Linked DNA regions of Zea mays: regions 1 and 3 are each linked to region 2. A link is a contact called in public Hi-C data. All regions are on one chromosome and are shown on one strand. The core of a region is the stretch at or near the end of the contact, and the rest is flanking DNA. Distances in the headings are between cores, read along the strand shown.

Region 1 (3,508 bases), core at 537-3,036, 230 kb before region 2:
TCTCAGGATATATGTTGCTAATCTTTTCAAGTATTGTAACATGGCTAACAGGAAAAAATGTAATGTTCTGATTGGATGTTTTGTCAGCGTCAAATTTTCCAAGTCCATTTTGTGTTTTGCAAGTAGTTCTGCAAAATAAATAAATACATGAGATAAAAGGAAAACAGAGCAACAACACCAGTTTTCAGCTAAATGCCAAAAACAAAAAACTAAATTACTTCGACTCTAATAATATGTCTGGTTATCGGGAACAAAATTCTTCTCACTGACAAATCAGAACATAGATTGTTCGTTGCCGCAAGCTGTCTTGATCTGGAGGGAAACAGAGGTTTAGTGGAGGCAAGCAGTTAGGGGCTGTATGGTTTGTCCATTCATGTACTAACATTGGCAATGGTTAGACAATATTTTGCAAATTTGCTGAAGTTAGGTGGTTAAAGGAGGAATCTTTCCACACTTTTTTTGAGTCACTGACACCTGGTAAAGTGACAGAATGAAAGGAATATTTTACATGGCTGCAGCTATGAACCAGGGTCATCAGGCTCATTAACATGATGCGACATTTACACTTTGGTCATGAATTCACAGTGCAACACAGCAACCTAGACAAATTGATGAGCTAAGATCTCAATTCATAGTTTCAGTTGTGTGTATCATGCTATGTAGTAGATATTAAGTCCTTTTAACAGCCAAGTTTGCTGCTAATTCATAGCAATTAGTATGCTATTCAGTTGTTTTCAGCAACCAATTCATCTGTCATAAATAACTAAGTTGTTTATCAACCCGGTCTAGCATTTCACAAAAAAGAAGAATACAAGAATATTTGCTAAAATGACATCAAATGTGTGTTTTGATTACACTAAATTAATGTATTCCCTCTAATACAATTCCATAATGGGATTTCCATCTGTACCACAATTTGAGGCACACTTTTCATCTAGACCACAAAGCTAGTCAATGACATTTGGGGTATGGTCGTAAATGTCATTTGCGGCAAGCCAAATAGCCAATGGTGATGATAAGTCCACCTCAGGTGATGATACAGATGGAAATATTACTTGCAGAAACTACAGACTTTTCACAAACATGTGCCAATATGCATTGCCCACGGGCCACGATACCCAAGTAAAATAATGGCCTTCCATAGCATAATAAACACTTCCTATATTTCTCTCATGTAACTCAATTCTCTCTGCTGCATAAGTGATTTCTCTCCTGTAACTCAATTTTCTATAATATATAACTGATTATCCGCACAGCACCTTAACCAACATAAACTTCAAATTGAAACGGGGTGCTATATAAAGTACGCACAATGCAGTGATCTGCGTCTGAATACAAGCAATCATTGCCATCCCAAACACAAGCACCACAGCGCACACACCTATGAAACCGCTTCCAAAGTTAACCCTGATCTCAACGTACCTACTCCCCTGCCCCACCAATCACACCCCGATTTCAATAAAAAACAAGCTAGCAAGCTTCGATCCACGACGCCTTAACGCTACCACACGCATTGAACCAACCCGCAGATCTCACCGGGGATTACGCTCCCGCCAACGTTGGACCAGCTCCGGGACGGCGGCGCCGCTGCGGACATCTTCCGGCGCCCCATCCGCTCCCACTCCGCGGCGCTCGACAACCCTAGATCTCACGAACCAACGGCGCCAGAGCCACCATGGGCCAGATCGCGTTCGAGACCGGAGAGGCAGTCGTCAGGGAGTCGCCGAGACGGCGGCGTGGCTGCTTCCTCCCGTCGCAAGGGGAGTCGCCGATTCGCCGGCGGCGTGTGGGGGCGTTTTGCGAGCAACGGATATGATAAAAGACGCTATTTTTTTATGAGTCGTGAGATGAGATGAGCAACCAGATTCTATTTTTTGTCTGACGCCTCTCGTCCGTTGTGAAGCTGGCTGTTTGGTGGGGCTCGCGCGGTTCCGCCCCTTTGTGATACAAATGAAAACATGCATATTTTACACAGAAACAAATGTAATAGAGTTAAAAGTTAGTTGGCTAAAAAATTGCTAGTAATATTAGCTAGCTAAACTAATAATTAATTTATTAGAAGTAGCTAATAGTTCAGGGTGTTTGGATGTCTCCAACTAATTTTAGCCACTAACTATTAGCTCTATTATATTCAAACACACTCTAAAAAATAGAGTCCATAATTGAGGATATCACGTTAATATCGACGAGAATCGGTAACTCAAATCAAGAGGCATTTGGTTCATTTAGGATTTGTTTGTTTGGTGAGTCAAATAAAATGGAGTGGTTTCACATCAGTATTTGAGAATGGAGCTCTTCTATTCTGCGTTTGGTAAAACGAACAGAGCTGCTCCAATTTTTTGTTTGGTTGAAGATTAGAATAGAGCGGAGCCGCTATATTCTTTGTTTGGTTGTAGAGTCGTATGAGTGTAGATGGGAGAAAAGGAGGGAAAGCGCTCACCTCCGGGAGAACGGTCGCATCCGGTTGTTTTGTGTGGGGTCGGAGCGTCCTAACTATTTATGGTAAATTTCCATATGAAGATATAGGAGTCGCTCTGCTCTTATTTTATTGTAAACCAAACAACCAGAAAATTAGAATGGAGTCGCTCTATTCTCCCCCACTCCTCAACCAAACGCGCTCTTAGTTACCCTACTAAACTTTAGTGACTAAACTTTAGTTCCTAAAACCCTATTTCAAGTACCTAGTTCTTACTTAGTCACCTCGTTTGGAATTTTAAAGGAATGTTGTAGAAGAAGATATTGGAGATGATTTCCTATCAGATAGTAGTGAGGGAGGAGGTAGCTCAACCTACAACGAATCAGGTGACAGTGACTCCAATGATGGTGAATTCAATTTTGAGTTAATTATGCACTATTTGTCATGTCCTTTTTATGATTCAAATTATCTTCAATATCATTGTGAAAGGTGTTGGTGATGATGAAGATGGTGAACCTAGTGGTCCATGTTTTGCAGCTAGCTAGGACACAACCTAATGTAGCTACATACCAATATAATGGTCCTGGTAAGCAAGGGAAATCGACAATGTATTTGCAAATAATTAATTCATCAATGTATTTTGTTTTCATATTTATGCATCTTTTGTAGGTCAAGATGAACAATCAATCCCTCACCATCCAAGATAAAAAAAGGCAGAAGAAGCTCTCCATCAAGGGCCTATACATGCTTGAGAATGTTAAGTACATCTAAGATTATAGATGTGTTGTCTTACTGTTGGAAAATACAGTGATCTAGTCTTCAAGCACAAGCACAAGAATATGGCGTATACATGGACTGATTTAATGGCAATATTTTGAACATGTGGCTCTATTGTATCAACTGTGTGCTCTGTTTCAATTTCAGCACAATATTGTTGTTATTTAGAACTGTGATTGATTTCTATGTATTATTTGAACTATGGACTATCAAATATTTGTGACTCAACACTAGTGTTATATTCACTGGTGCATGGATGCTGCCAAAGAACTTTATTTATGTAATATTTGGTTTATTTGGATTGTCTTATTACTC
Region 2 (3,378 bases), core at 98-2,597:
GCGATTTACCAACATGTGCATGCTACTTGTTTATAAACCTCTTCTGACACTAGCTCAGAACAAGAATAAAAATGTTCAGAGGATCCAATCGATTGTTCAACAATTGATCTGAGTATATCTATGCCATTAATTACTGGTATACTCCTATATAACTACCAAATTGAATTATTTATGACGAATTAGAATAATCATTCTCATGATCGATTAATTCATTACTACTCATGTGTACCATTAATTAAACCCATGGGCAGCGCAGCCCCCCAGATCCCACCACAACTGGCGTCAGTCAGTCAACTCCACCCACCTAACTATCCGGAATCATCCGCACAATCCTGCAGCACGTCACATAAACAATGCAGCAAACCCATCGGACTCGCCCAATAAACGAACGAATCCAGCAGACGGCATCATCAGCTGATGCCATCCAAAGTCCCAAGTCAACCATCACCGCAGATTGGTTGGAAACCAAAAAAAAAAGCGATAAAACTTTCTCGGCAAGGCACCGAACGCACGTGGCGCGCACGAACGGAGGGGAGGGCCGCAGGGAAATGCGGGGACGGGCGTCGTCGTCGTCGTGGGTACCTGCGTGGCGGCGAAGCCGCAGAGCGCGTGGAACTCGGTGACGGCGACGGCCATCTCGGGCTTGTGGTTGGCGTCGCGGTACGTGGCCGGGCGCAGCGCGTGCAGCGCCGCGGCGAGCTCCCGGTCCGGGTGCGCCTGGATGGACAGCGCCTTGGCCACCGACAGCACCTGCGCGCACGCAACGCGGCGGGCGGAGGAGGCGGAGCGCTCGCTCGCTCAGTGGACAGGAGAGGTAAAAAAAAAAATACGTTCTTTTTTTTATTTGAAGGAAGGGGAGGGGTGGGGGCACCGCACGAGAATGGCGGAGGCGACGTACGGACCTTGAAGAGGAACGGGAGGTCGCCGCCCCAGCGCGCGGCGACGGCGCGGCCGAGCGCGGCCGGGTTGCGCGCGACCCAGTCGCGGAGCGAGACGTCGGGCGCCAGCGAGGAGGGCGCGGCGGGGTGCGTGCCCATCCAGAGCTCGGCGCAGGGCCGGCCGTCCCCGTCGCCGGCGAGGCGCGCGACGAGGGAGTCGGCGCCGCGCCGGCCCCACTCGTAGTGCTGCACGGCGCAGCGCAGGGGGAGGAGCCCCGGGAGCGGCGCGGGCAGCGGCGGGGACGGGTCGTCGGCGTCGGTGGGCGCGGCGAGGAGGCCCAGCCGCTCCAGCGCGGCCGCGGGGGCGAGGGAGGCCGTGGTGGACGCCATTTCCCGTTCCCGCGCGGAGGAGGAGGAGGAGGAGGGAGTCTGAGGGGCTGCGGCGGCGGTTGTGTGCACGGTGTACCCCAGGGGAGGAAATGTGGAGTGGGTTGGGAGCGGTTGGGTTTTATGGACGGAGCGGCCGGTAGGGGAGGAGGTGGCGACGGTGAACGGCGCGAGAGCGTGCACGGGCGGGAGCTGGAGCCAGGGCAGGCAGACAGGGGAGGAGGTTGGTTTGGTTTGGTTTGGTTTGGTTCACCGCGGAAGAAGCGGTTGCGCCGCGTGGTGGGCCCGGGTCGTCGCCCTTTTTCGCGCGTAGAGATACTGAGATAGACAGGAGTGGTAGCTACTGGTTCTGGCCGATGGCCGTATTTCTCTATAATTTTGTTTCGTTTTTTTTCTTTTTTTGTCGTCACACGGCGGGAAGAATGCTGTGGCCGTATTTGCAGCCGAATAATAACTAGTGACATAGATGTACAGTACGTGTACACACGTCCTGTCTCGGTACGAGCCAATCCACCAAATTTTTTTTAAAAAAAAGGCGTAGACAACCGGCGCCTTTTATGACTGCTTTTGGTAAGGAAACTAGAGGTTCGTGGACATTCAGAAGCTATGATTTTTGAAAAAAGGTTTCATGGACCAGTTGCTGAAATATATTCCATGTATACTTTCCACATGGAATATGCGACTCGGAGTGGTTTAAATTCCAGTCAAAGCTGATAGATGCACTTGTATAGACAGACAGGGAGGAGCTGAAACGCTCATGGCCACAACCCCCAACCCCCCAAGTATGGGCTGTATTTAGTTTGTTCTAGTTTGATTTTTTTTATTAGAAAAAAAGGAACATAACTTTAGTGTCATAAACCCATGATCACGACATACATACATACATAGCCAGACTGGCGGATGCAGCGATCGAGGCAGTCGATTTTGATAAAATAAATCCCCTCCAGAATTCTTGGGTATTAACGAGAAAATGAGCTAATTTATCGCTTAATCTTCAATACTAGTTTGAATGGGATTTAAGTTTGCAAACTAAACTAGCTATGAATTATGAAATAAACAGCAACATTGCCGCGCACCGACGATGGACGGATTCGTGGGGCCGGCCAGAACTGAGGGGATGCGCGCAAGCGCCACCTTGGCCAATGCATGCGACGCCACGTGGACCCGTTCCGATCCCTACCCATCACGCGATCGCAGGAACCGACACATCCCTCACTCTCAATCTCTCTCCTGTCGCACGGACGCGCCGGCGTGGCCGTGCCTGGGCCGAGCGACATGGCGCGTGCCCCGGCCGGCTCCGGGGCGAGCCAGATCGGATCCTGCCGGTCCGGGTCCAGCCACCGCCTAGCTCCACACCCGGTGAGGCTCACCGCGAAGACGTGTCGTGCGTGAGCAGTTTCCATACATTTGTCTCCAGCTAGCCGCAAGCCGTTTAATTGAATGGTTCCATCGACGACGTCGAAAAAGATCCTTCAGCGACGATTAAGCGCATTGTTTAATATACGACCTCCTCGAACACAGTACATGATATAGTAGACTGATAATACCAATCCAAGGACAAATGCTAGCGGGTGTTAGTAAAACTCTATTTTAGTTTATGTATCGACAACTGCTGGATACGATCTTATAGCGGATATGTTTTAGGAGTCAAAATTACCACATAATTTATGTTACACTTGTCTAAGGTTAAACATTCAAATCTGCAAACCAAACATATGCCTAACCATTCAAATCTGTCTACTCTTAGGCAACAAGTAAGACAGCAAACCATACAGACCAGCATCCCGACAAATCTCGTAGCAAGACGTGACGAATGGTAAGATAGAGAGCAAACAAAATAAGAGAGATAGTAGATATATTCTTTTGGCCGATTGGATGTTGCATATCTTGAACTACTGCGATCCACTCTGAAAGTGTGTGGGTCCTTGTTTGGTTTTGGTAATATATGACATCGCAAGATTATTATGACTAATGTGGTAATTTATGACATCGCAAGATTATTATGACTGATGTACATTCTGCAGAGGTACGGTAAGTTAAGTCACAGAAATGTAGAATGTTTATGCTTAAAAGGTTTTTGTGCCTTATCGATGAATGTAGAATGTCAATGATT
Region 3 (3,305 bases), core at 75-2,574, 140 kb after region 2:
GTGCGTGTGGAACCAAAAAAAAAAATCCAGAGAGGTGACTCGATCGATCGATCGTGGATCAAGATCGACGATCAGTTCCTCCGCTTCTGTGCCCACGGCGAGTGGCGGTCGTTGGCGCCGGAGCCAGGGTAGTCCTCCACCAGCTCCAGCTCCGTCCTCTTCCTCCCGACGGGCGCCGCCTCCGCAGCTACGGCGCCGCCGGCGGCCTCCTGAATGACGTACGAGAACGATGAAGTTGTCACTCCGATCCAGTAGAGTGTATTTAACTATTATTATACAGCTAGATCGATGAATTAGCCACCACCTGATGGTGTTGTGCGCCCGGCGACGACGACGGCGGCGGAGCCGCCACTCGGGTATCCTGCTGCTGCGCCGCCACCTCCAGTCCTGCTCGACGATCAGATTGTTTATAAGGTGCATGCGTGAGAAACTGGCTAATTAAGTAGCTACAGAAATCCTGGGAGCGAGACAACGACGACAACCACACCATACTTACCAGGAGGAAACGAGGCGTCGTCGGCGGCAGCAGCGGCACCTGTCGTCGGCGCGTGGATCATGAGGCAGCAGCACAAGGCCAGGGCGACGGCGACCACCGCCAGGCGTAGCCTCGCCATCTAGCTAGCTAGCCCTAGCTAGCTATAGCTCGCTCTGTCCGATCCGATCCGATCCGATCGATCCTACAGGCTTTCTTGAACAAACAAACAGTGTAGCTGCAGTCGTCCTTGCGCTAGAGCTGCTGCGGGCCACTCAGTCACTATGTTCGAGTACTGACTGCATCGATCGTCCAATATAATGGGGCCGGCCGGGTGGTCCGCTTGCATGGAGCTGGATGGATCCGGCGGCCCTAGCTCGGTCGGCGCGGCTATTTTTATAGCGACTTTGCTGTGGACAAATAAATTGTAGCTTATTTTTTTGCGGGACCTAGCCGTCGACAATGACTGTAGCTGCTATAGTGTCAATTGAGGCTTCTCAAGCAGCATCCACGCACGCACGATCATGATGAGTATCTGTAGCCCATCATCGCTATATATTTTAGCTCGGAAGAAGTGCTTGCTTACCACGCGCGCGGGGCGGGACGAGCTTTTCTATACGATCGACCTAGAAAAAGTATAACAACGAAGCATGGGTTGGTTAATTAGTTGTTTCTTCCTTTCCTTGCGCATTGGCAGGGGATCCGATCGAAAGACGCATGCAGGCGGCCGGTGATCGAGAACGACGACGGTGAGATCTGGGAGAGAAGACTGAATGAGATAAAAAACAAGCTGGAACACATTGGGGACGATCAGGACGAGGTCTCTGTCTCTTTCTTATCCACCAACCCACTACACAGCCCGCGCGTACCGGCTAGCTCTGAAAGAATATCGCACATATATATAGTGGATGCAGCACTCAAACAGCAGATAGGTTGTGCCCCTCCACGTACGGAACCTAATTTATTTACATTAACTTATCTCTCAACAAGTAAATTAAAACAGTACGTCCTTGTATACACACACACACACTGAATTGCAGCAGTAGTTCTGAAAGAGTTGATCGAGGCTTAAACAAGTGCTGCATGTAGTGCAGTGGTGTGCCCACTGATGAATTAATTGCGTCTACAGCTTTTGATGACTCACACAGCCCTCACAGTCACAGGCACTAGCAAGAGCATGCAACATATCTTGTGTGCATACTACTTCGTCTAGCAGCAGCAGCAGCAGCAATGGATTGTTTTAGACTTGGTCCAGACGTGAGAGCGAGACAGTCTCCGACTCTCCGTGTGCTATGAGGTCGTCATTTCTCTGAAAAAACAAGGATGAGTTGACGACAGACCTTGGCCGAGTTGACACACGCGCTTTCTTTGCCGCTCGAGCTGTAACAAGCAGGCAGTCGGCACTCGGCAGACGACGCTCTCATTCTCGTGAGCGAAATAAAAAAAAATGAATGGCAAGGTGATGTCGGCCGGCCAGGACGAGACAAGCATCCAGACGACGTAAAGAGAGTATGCAAATAAGAAATAACACTGCAAGGATCAGGTCAATCTTTACCCTTGCTTCTACACTTTGTTTTCAGGTCTCCAAGTCTTCTTGCGACAAAAATACCACCTCAGTAGTTTGTCAGGTCCGGTCCATAGACCGTAGCCTTATTGCATTGGTCCATCTTAACAAACAAGTACGGGTCTCCCTAAAATTTCTTGACAAATTGTTTCCCAGGGGTACGTCCATGAAATATCCATACACGTATTTCAATTAGGACGATATATGGGAAAGTACATAGGAATGGAAAATTATATACATTCAGAACATCACCAAAGGCCTATATGGGAAAGTTCTCCCATTCAAAATAAAGTCGCTAAAAACAGTTCCAAACATGTTTTCAATTTCCAACACGAGAAAGCCGGCTTTGAGAAAAGATGCTCGTTAGAATAAGGTCTTTGGTTTGGCTTCTGGTTTTTGGAAGGTAGAAGCCATGACCAAAAGTCAAACAGAACACATCCTAATAAGTTAACTATCTCTGTAAATTCTATTTAGGCTTGCAGTTTTTATAAGAGAACCACCATTATACATTCACTAGGTGTGTGCCCGTGCGTTGCAACGGAAACATATAATACCATTGATAACTTATGTAAGCTGGGGATGAGCATCGACGCATATATTTGACCGGATCTTTTTCTTCCTTGGGGATCTGGGAGTATTGCAACGGGAACATATAATACCATTGGTAACTTATTTATCGATTTAGGTTATTGTTTAGTAATGCTATCAAGATTCAACTAAACAATCATAACAAATATCAAAGTCTGCCATTTCGAACAACCAAATTTTGGCCCAATGTCACTGTTAATCAAAATAGGCAAATCCTAAGTTGGTATTACAGGATATGATGATGTACCATGGTCTACATAGAGGATATGATGATGCCTTTTCTAGCAGTTTTTAGGCTCCTTGGTCATCGAGGAGCGAGCAAGCAACGCTTCATTGCCGGCCTGAATTATAGTTTCTGTAAACACGGTGCACTCGACCACGTAAACTCAAAAAATGGGAGGTAGAAGTCTGGAAAGGTGCTAACTGACCAACCTGCTGAAAGGCACAAGTGACCTGTTGAAGACTCCCGCAACAGTAACCTACAAAAGAATGTAGCAGACATTACAACAAGCAACTGGTAATAGTTTGTGATGAGCTCATGTATAAAAAAGAGAATAAAAAAGACAGTTTCAGAATCGATGGTGTTGTTTAGTGGCACGCACGCTTCATTCCGTCATTTGCTAACACACACTTGATCCATTCACCAAAAATATTCAGCACCAAAATCTTGAAAAGAATCTC

The links. Hi-C and Micro-C count contacts between places; a contact is called where the count stands out from the background.
Region 1: a contact with region 2 is called in a Hi-C map of ear, with 1.8 times the contacts expected there. The contact joins the promoter of LOC100382109 here to the promoter of LOC100281365 in region 2. A contact is called at or near these places in 3 of 25 Hi-C or Micro-C datasets (ear, leaf and tassel).
Region 3: a contact with region 2 is called in a Hi-C map of leaf, with 4 times the contacts expected there. The contact joins the promoter of LOC103655060 here to the promoter of LOC100281365 in region 2. A contact is called at or near these places in 8 of 25 Hi-C or Micro-C datasets (bundle sheath, ear, leaf and 2 more).

Annotation. Positions count from the first base shown.
Region 1 is chr4:7,641,313-7,644,820 of Zm-B73-REFERENCE-NAM-5.0, forward strand. LOC100382109 reads right to left here and starts at 1,787. Exons shown (of 8, transcript NM_001174870.1): 1 at 1,537-1,787; 2 at 1-128. The coding sequence starts at 1,612.
Region 2 is chr4:7,876,587-7,879,964 of Zm-B73-REFERENCE-NAM-5.0, forward strand. It overlaps LOC100281365, which reads right to left and starts at 1,348. Exons shown (of 5, transcript NM_001367350.2): 1 at 903-1,348; 2 at 583-750. The coding sequence starts at 1,037.
Region 3 is chr4:8,017,634-8,020,938 of Zm-B73-REFERENCE-NAM-5.0, forward strand. It overlaps LOC103655060, which reads right to left and starts at 1,325. Exons shown (of 3, transcript XM_020551799.3): 1 at 497-1,325; 2 at 305-387; 3 at 1-209. The coding sequence starts at 614. The coding sequence ends at 72.